Linked DNA regions of Zea mays: region 1 is linked to region 2. The links are chromatin contacts, called in public Hi-C maps. All regions are on one chromosome and are shown on one strand. Each heading gives the region's core, a stretch centred on a gene start, on an enhancer-like site or on the middle of the called end of the contact. The rest is flanking DNA. Distances are from core to core; before and after follow the strand shown. Region 1 has its middle 19 kb from the start of LOC103655347. Region 2 has its middle 8.0 kb from the start of LOC109946023.

The links. A called contact is a pair of places that touch in the nucleus more often than the background predicts.
Region 1: a contact with region 2 is called in a Hi-C map of leaf, with 4 times the contacts expected there. The contact joins two enhancer-like sites. A contact is called at or near these places in 3 of 25 Hi-C or Micro-C datasets (bundle sheath, ear and leaf).

The regions. Positions count from the first base shown.
Region 1 is chr4:74,721,119-74,724,987 of Zm-B73-REFERENCE-NAM-5.0, forward strand. No RefSeq gene overlaps it. Among protein-coding and RNA genes, the nearest start is that of LOC103655347, 19 kb to the left of the region's middle. Within about 2 kb of position 1,958, at least 12 of the 20 cell types and tissues checked have an H3K27ac peak or open chromatin away from gene starts, as enhancers often do. A contact at or near this core is called in bundle sheath and leaf, where this site is marked.
Region 2 is chr4:74,549,569-74,553,157 of Zm-B73-REFERENCE-NAM-5.0, forward strand. No RefSeq gene overlaps it. Among protein-coding and RNA genes, the nearest start is that of LOC109946023, 8.0 kb to the left of the region's middle. Within about 2 kb of position 1,398, at least 15 of the 20 cell types and tissues checked have an H3K27ac peak or open chromatin away from gene starts, as enhancers often do. A contact at or near this core is called in bundle sheath and leaf, where this site is marked.

The DNA of each region.
Region 1 (3,869 bases), core at 708-3,207, 170 kb after region 2:
AGGGACGAAGACGAAGCGTCGGTTCGGCCTGGGTGGGGCGGTTGGCTCGGACCAGGTGCTCCTGGCGCGTAGGTTCGGCCTGGGTGCATTCTCTATATTGAATGCACCCAGGTGTAATATATAAATACAATATATATATATACGTCGATACTTCCACATATTATGGGTAACGTAGGAGACATCCCTATTTTCACCCGGGGGTCTTAATTACCACTGCTTAACTTTCAATTCGCCTCTGACCATCAAATTAAATGTGAATAACCTGTCCTCCTCTCTTTGAAACAAGGGGCGCTTCCGGTTCTGTGCGTGCTTCAAACAATTTTGTCTTCTCCATATTACCATATCTCTAGAGTCAATAATTTTGTATGAGGAACTACTGAACTCAATCACTTGCTACCGTTACTCAACAGTTTTCTGTTGAGGTCATCCCGTAGAGGTAGTCAAATTGGATCAGTGATCGATTTCTAGGTTTCGTCGTAAACCTAATTGGTTACTTCCAATTACGTAAATCAATAGTTCAAACCGCACTCAAAGGTAGGGCATTTCCCATTGATATAGGAACTTTTGTACCAGAAACAATAGTATCTCCAATTATAGCCCCTCTGGGATGTAAAATATATCTCTTCTCACCATCCCCATAGTGTATGAGACAAATGTATGCATTTCGATTAGGGTCGTATTCTATGGTTACGATTCTTCCAGATATGTCTTTTTGATTCCGTCGAAAATCGATTTTACGGTATAGGCGCTTATGACCTCCCCCTCTATGCCTTGCGGTAATGATTCCTCTGGCATTACGACCTTTACCACAACGGTGCCGTCCATGGATCAATTTATTTCATGGATTGGATTTCACTTGCCTGTCTACGGTTCCCTTGCGTGTGCTCGGGATAGGTGTTTTGTATAAATGTTTCGCCGTATTATTAAGTATTCTCCTTTAGTTTGTTTCTCTATCTAGAAGTGGAATAGAATAACCCAGTTGAAGGGTAATGATCATACGTCTGTAATGCATTGTATGTCCCAGAATAGGTCCCATTCTTCTACCCTTTCCGGGTAGTCGATGGCTATTCACAGCTACTACCTTAACACCAAAGAAGAGTTCGACCCAATGCTTTATATCTGTCTTAGTGAATCCCGATTCGACATTAAAAGTATATTGATTCTTTCCCAATAAACGAAGACTCTTTCCCCCCATAAATCGACTTTCCCCCCTATGCTCTGAGTTCTAGTATCGATAAGAATTCGAGTTCTTATTGTTCTTATGTTATGGTATGAATATACCATACCAATTCGTTATGTATGGATGATGGATGAGATTCCATGGATAGAGAGCCAATTCCAATAGACCGTTCCCGTTCGCGTGCATCCAGCAGGAATTGAACCCGCAAATTTACCAATTATGAGTTGGGCGCTTTAACCATTCAGCCATGGATGCTTAACAGGGATCATCGTACATCGTAAATAACCAATTTTCATATAGAAAGACATATCATAGAAAAATGAAATCGAAAATATTCGGAGATGGCAAATATTCGAAGACGACTATGAAAACACCTCTCCGGATCCTCGAATTGAAAGAGAGACTGAGAGGGATCAAGAATCCTAATTCTCGCTATTTGGAATGGATCCAATTCTATTGAGTCTGACCCATAGTGATCATTTCTCTTTAGCAAAGAATGATATATATATGGGTTATATATACACACACGATATGAGATACATGTGAATTTACGTAAATCTTGGTGTGACAACACACAGTGACTAGTGTTCCTTGCCTACGCAGAAAGCAAAGTGATCTACCCAGACCCGGTTTCTATTCAACCACACGCTCAGCGGCGAGGGCGCGAGGCCACAAAAGGCATGACCAAACCATCACGGCATCTCTCCCCCCTCTCTTCTCTAAAGCATCTCACTCCATGGTCCCTGCCCTTTCTATTTTCCATCACCGTGACCACAAATATGCCCTTCACAGCTTCACACGACGCAAAAAGGGCACACCACCACCCTTGTACACACACACCTCAAGCTCACATACACTCCAGATGAGAGAGTTGGGGTCCTCTCTCTCCCCGCCGTCTGTAACCGTGCTCACCATCGCAGCCCACGAGCTCCGCTGCCGGTGCGCTCCATACGACGGCTACAATGGAGACGACGACTTCGAGCTCACGCCTCTCCTTTTCAGGACCCGGCGCAGCGCGCGCACCGAGCGTCCAAGAATCGTCGCCGTCCAGGTCGCGGCCATTACGGTCGCCCAGCCGCAGCCTCCCCAGCGCCCTCGCCGCGGAGCGCCAAGCGGCGTCGCGGCGGTGGCGGCCACGCCGGCGCCAGCGCCACAAAGGAAGAAGCAGCAGCAGCAGGTGCGGTGGCACGACATGGCGTTCGGGACCGTGCGCCTGCCGGCGGCCACGAGCATGGGCGAGATCAGGAGGCGCTTGAGGGCGCGGCAGGCTCTGCAGGCTGGCGGCGCCGCGAACGAGCCGTCCTCCTCCGCCGCGGCGTGGGCACCATGGAGGCTCATACGGTCGCTGAGCTGCAGGGGCGTCGAGGCCGTGTCGGCTGCCGCGGCGCCGGTCAGGCTGGTCTAGCCGTCTAGGTACGTAATTAACGGAGTGAGGTGGACGCACGGAAGGTGTTGGTGATCTATCGAGGTCTGGACCTGGTACTGCTGGTGTCGCCTGTGAAGGCCGACGTAACTGCGGCGCCGGCCGGCCGGTGAGCCGGCGAATGCACGGTGGCCTCACGGGAGTGACGCCAAGCTAGGTTGGTGGAAGTTGAAAGGCACACAAGCGCAAAGCGGTACCTAGCTATATTAATGTTCACCACTTTCAATTTTCGTCTCGTGTTATCTTTTAATTAATGAACCTTTTCTCCGCTCTTTCTTTCTGTTTGGTGTTTATAATTTAGGATTAGTTGGCTAAGAATAGTATATAGCCGATGTATTACTTGTTATATATACACTGTATATATGTAGAGGAGTAATCTCCTGCTACAATAAGCTATAAGCAGGGTCTTGGAGATCATGTTCAAGGTGCCTGATATCAAGATGTTTGTGAATAAAAATATTCTGTTATTACGTCGTGTTCAAATGTTTGTACTGTTCTTTCGAACAGTACCCTGTCTAGTTACACGTACGAAATTTTTTTTGTATATAAGCACAAGCTAAAGTTAACCTTATTTAGTAATAACTAGCAAACGCGTGTTGCAACTGAACTTATTACCTTACTGTGTTATGTCATAGATAGGACAGAAAGAAACACAAGGGATCTGTGAGAAGCTAGAAAAAAAGATGGACACATGAACCTCTTTACTCTTTAATATTAAATATATAGATATAATTAAAGTATAAATCTCTACTACCTATTAAGACGCCCCACTCATTCCCATTCCCAGCTGCCTGTCTTTCTCATTCCCCCTCCCTGCAAAGCTCATTCACATTTCCATTCCCGGCTATCACGTGTCTTTCTCATTCTCCCTCCCACAAAGCCTATTCCCATTCCCACGTGCATCCCACGCCTAGCTAAAATTAAATTAAAAAAATAGGCTCCAAAGGGATTCGAACCCGCGACCTCTCAAATAAATGTGTTTGTAGCTACCACTACACCACATATGTGTTTATGTCTACATCTATTATAGTAAAAACATATAATACATCTCTCCCGAAGCCCACCTGCTACCCTTGCACAATGTGTAGTAGTAGATAAGTATCACTGAGATTATTAAATTATATTTTTGGATTGAGGGAGTAGTATTTAAAGAAGAGCCTTGCATGCAATTTCTTTTGTTTGAATAATGTTTTCAACTTAAATACTTTTTTTTGCATGTGTAACATTTATTCTCCATAATATTTTTCCATGGATCTAACTTATAAA
Region 2 (3,589 bases), core at 148-2,647:
CATAGCGTTATACAAGATTTAGTCAATAGAATGTGAGTCTGAGGGGTAGTAAGCACTATCAAATTTAACTTTTTAATCAGGCGCATCCTTATGTAGAAATGTAATAATAAGTGGAAGACGCCAGTTTCAATTATCTACTATACTTCTCAAGGTGCAAGGAGAATAAGTCTTGATACAATAATTTGGTGACAAATGCAAACGTACCTCAATCTTTCTGTTTCACTTATCCCCAATCCAATTTTAGAATAATATTATTTTGGTTAAGATAGTGAATGACTCAAAGCATGAGACAGAGTAATCTAGCATACTAGCAGGTGCAGGCTATAGGTGTACATTTGGGCCGGGCCTGATGGGCCGGCCCGAAGCACGGAAAAAAAAGCACGGCCCAGGCACGACACGACCCGAAATAATTTAGTGCCGGGCCGGCACGACCCGTTATATCGGGCCGGGTTTGGGCCGAGGTCACGGCCCATGAGCGGGCACGAGCACGACCCGTTTAAGGCAGGCACGAAAAGGCCCATATAGAGGCACGAAAAGGCCCATATATTTATTAAAACACACTTCATTCCACACTTTCATATACTTGATAAAGAACACAAAGCTAGAGATAATACTAGTTAGATGTTTTTTTGTATCTTTGAATTAGAGTGTGTGATGTAATTTTACTTTTGTTATGAACATTAGACAATAAACTGAACTTATGAACTTTGTATAGAGCTGATTATACTCTTTTTTCTTCTAACAAAATGATTTATAAACGAGGTAGTCATTGCATAGCTGTGGTAACATTAATACAAATATTAAGTTTGATTTTGTTCAAATTTATTTGTCTTATCTTTTATTTGTTTTATTATTTTGTTGAATTTAGGGCCGTAATGTGAATTTCGGGCCAAAAACTGAATTTCGGGCCAAAAACTGAATTTCGGACTTTTATAATTTCGGGCCGCCCGAAATAAGCCCGGCACGTTTAAGCAATTACGGGCCGGGCCGTGGGCCGAGGGCGAGGCCCATGGGCCGGCCCGGCACGGCCCGAAATTCAAACGGGCCGGGCCGACCCGAAATTCAAACAATATGGGCCTTTTCGGGCTTGGGCCGGGCCGGGCCGGGCGGCCCGAATGTACACCTATAGTGCAGGCCACCATGCAGACATGGGTACTCAAATGAGTACCCAAAATTTTAGTAAAAAAATAAAAAAATATAAATAAAATATGTATACGTAAAACCTACCTATTCAACGGCCCCCACAACCCTTCTCTCTCGTGGCTCTCCCTAACTTCCGCTGGCTTTAGGCTTCGTGCATGTGCGGTTGTGTCATCGTTCGTTGTTTCCTAGCAATTGCCCGCCGCTGCCATCTGCCCACGCGTGCGGCGTGCCCTCGCCGTCAGCCACGCACAACTGTTCACCAGATGTTGTTGTTCGACCTACACCCCACTGTCCACATCCACTACTCTACCGACCGGCCACCGTGACACCGTCCCATTGGCTCGTGAGTCACGCACAGCCATCCACCACGACACCATTCCATCCAATCCATAGACCATAGAATCACTTCAACAATTCAACTCGGTACGATAACTACCGTTTGTTTAGCTAGAATTGAGAAACATAAATTTGGTTCTTCTGGCAATAGCCAATTAACCATGATTATTACATACCAATGTTTTTACCCTTTAACAATTTTGAATACTCATCTTTCAAATCCTAGGCTCACCACTGCATGCTAGTGACAACAAAAAGAATTCAACACATCCTACACATGCTAGTTGCTAATCTCAGCGGATTTAACAAGTATTAAACATGTTCACAGTTTAGAAAAATGAACTTAGCTCAACATAATTGTATCACGGTGAGCAAAATGAGCCTAAGCTTGCCCAAACATCATCATGTACACATGAACATACTACCAATAGCATAATCATATTCTAACAGCTATACACAACAAGCTCAAAATGCTATATGATACATGATGTGATGCAAATATGATACAAAAAGCCAAACTAAAAGCAAAAAGTGCAAAGAAGAGAAGCTCTACGGTACAACTAAAACAACTTCGCTCCTATAAAAAAGAAAACACACACCTAGCTCCCCTCCCAAGTGCGCAAATGTGGCTTAATTAAGGGGTTCGGTGAGGATATCGACAAGCTGTTTATAAGTGTTAACATGTCATAAGTCTATGTCCCATTTCTCATAATGATCTCTTAGAAAATGAAAGCAGACATCTATATGCTTTGTTTTGGAGCATATCACTAGATTGTTTTGCAACACTTATGGAACCAGTGCTGTCACAAATCAAAGGCACTCGCTAAAACTGTGAGCCTAAGTCTCTCAAAGTGGCCATCATCTAAAGCAACTGTAAGTGACAATTAGTGATAGCAACATACTCAACCTCTATAGTGGATTGGGATATGGTATAATGTTTGCGAGAAAACCAATAAACCAGTAAAGAACAAAAAATGACAAGCCCTAGAACTTGACTTGCGATCCAAAGAATGATAGGATTGAAGAAGAGGAATACCAAAGACTAAATTTTGGAGTAAAACAAAGGTACATCATGATCCTTTTGACTACGTACTTATGGGATGTGCACGAGGGCGCCTAAAACTGAGCACATAGACACACAATAATATATATATTGGATCTCACTGCCATCAAGTACAAAAGTGAGCCAACACACTTCTATACTCCTTTTGACAGTGGCGGACCCACAGGTTATGCTGGGTATGCACCGACATACCCTGTAAAACCTTCGATTGCATGTATATCGTATATGTAAAAACTAAATGAAAAAAGAGAAAAAACATAGTGCACTGGACAGTAAGGCGTCATGACGGGAGGCCCATTAGGCCATTGAGACTAGGCCCGAGCGACAACGTAGTGCACTGGACGTTTCATTTTTCTAACTCCGTAGTGCCCTGTAGACTACAGTCTGTTGCCGTTTCAATTTTCTAGTGCTCTGCATGTTTCATTTTTCTAATCTAATCTTGATCGAAGAGAACGGAGCCCTAGCCCTAGTGCCATGTCGTAGTCCGTCGCCGCCTTGCTCTAAATCGGAGGATCACTTTACATGTCTCATCTGCGACATATATCAGATTATCAGATATAATCATGGTCTCTCGAAGGTTCGTTATCTAGATCTGTCGTCGTACTATATATGGTTTTACCGAATTGTATAAGACATTTTTTTGCATCGCATACCCTGTGGTCAAATCCTAGGTCCGCCATTGCCTTTTGGTCCACAGGCTCATCATCCTCATTAGCATCCAACACCATTGTGATTGATACAAGTATTAAGAGAGACTTTGCCTCACTGGTGTCAAACTTCTTTAGGACATCCTTTGTATATTTGCCTTGGTGCACAAAAGTCCCATCTAGGTTCTTGATATGTAGCTCAAGAAAGAAGTTGAGCCCTCCATCTCAAATTCCATGCTCATGGTATCTAAAAATTTGGCAACAAGAGCATGATAAGAACCACCAAAGATGATATCATCCATACAAACACAATAATACTCAGAATATTGCTATAATATGTCCACACTACACCTATGTGTTATAATGAGTTGTAGTTGTTTCCATTTTACACCAAGAATTA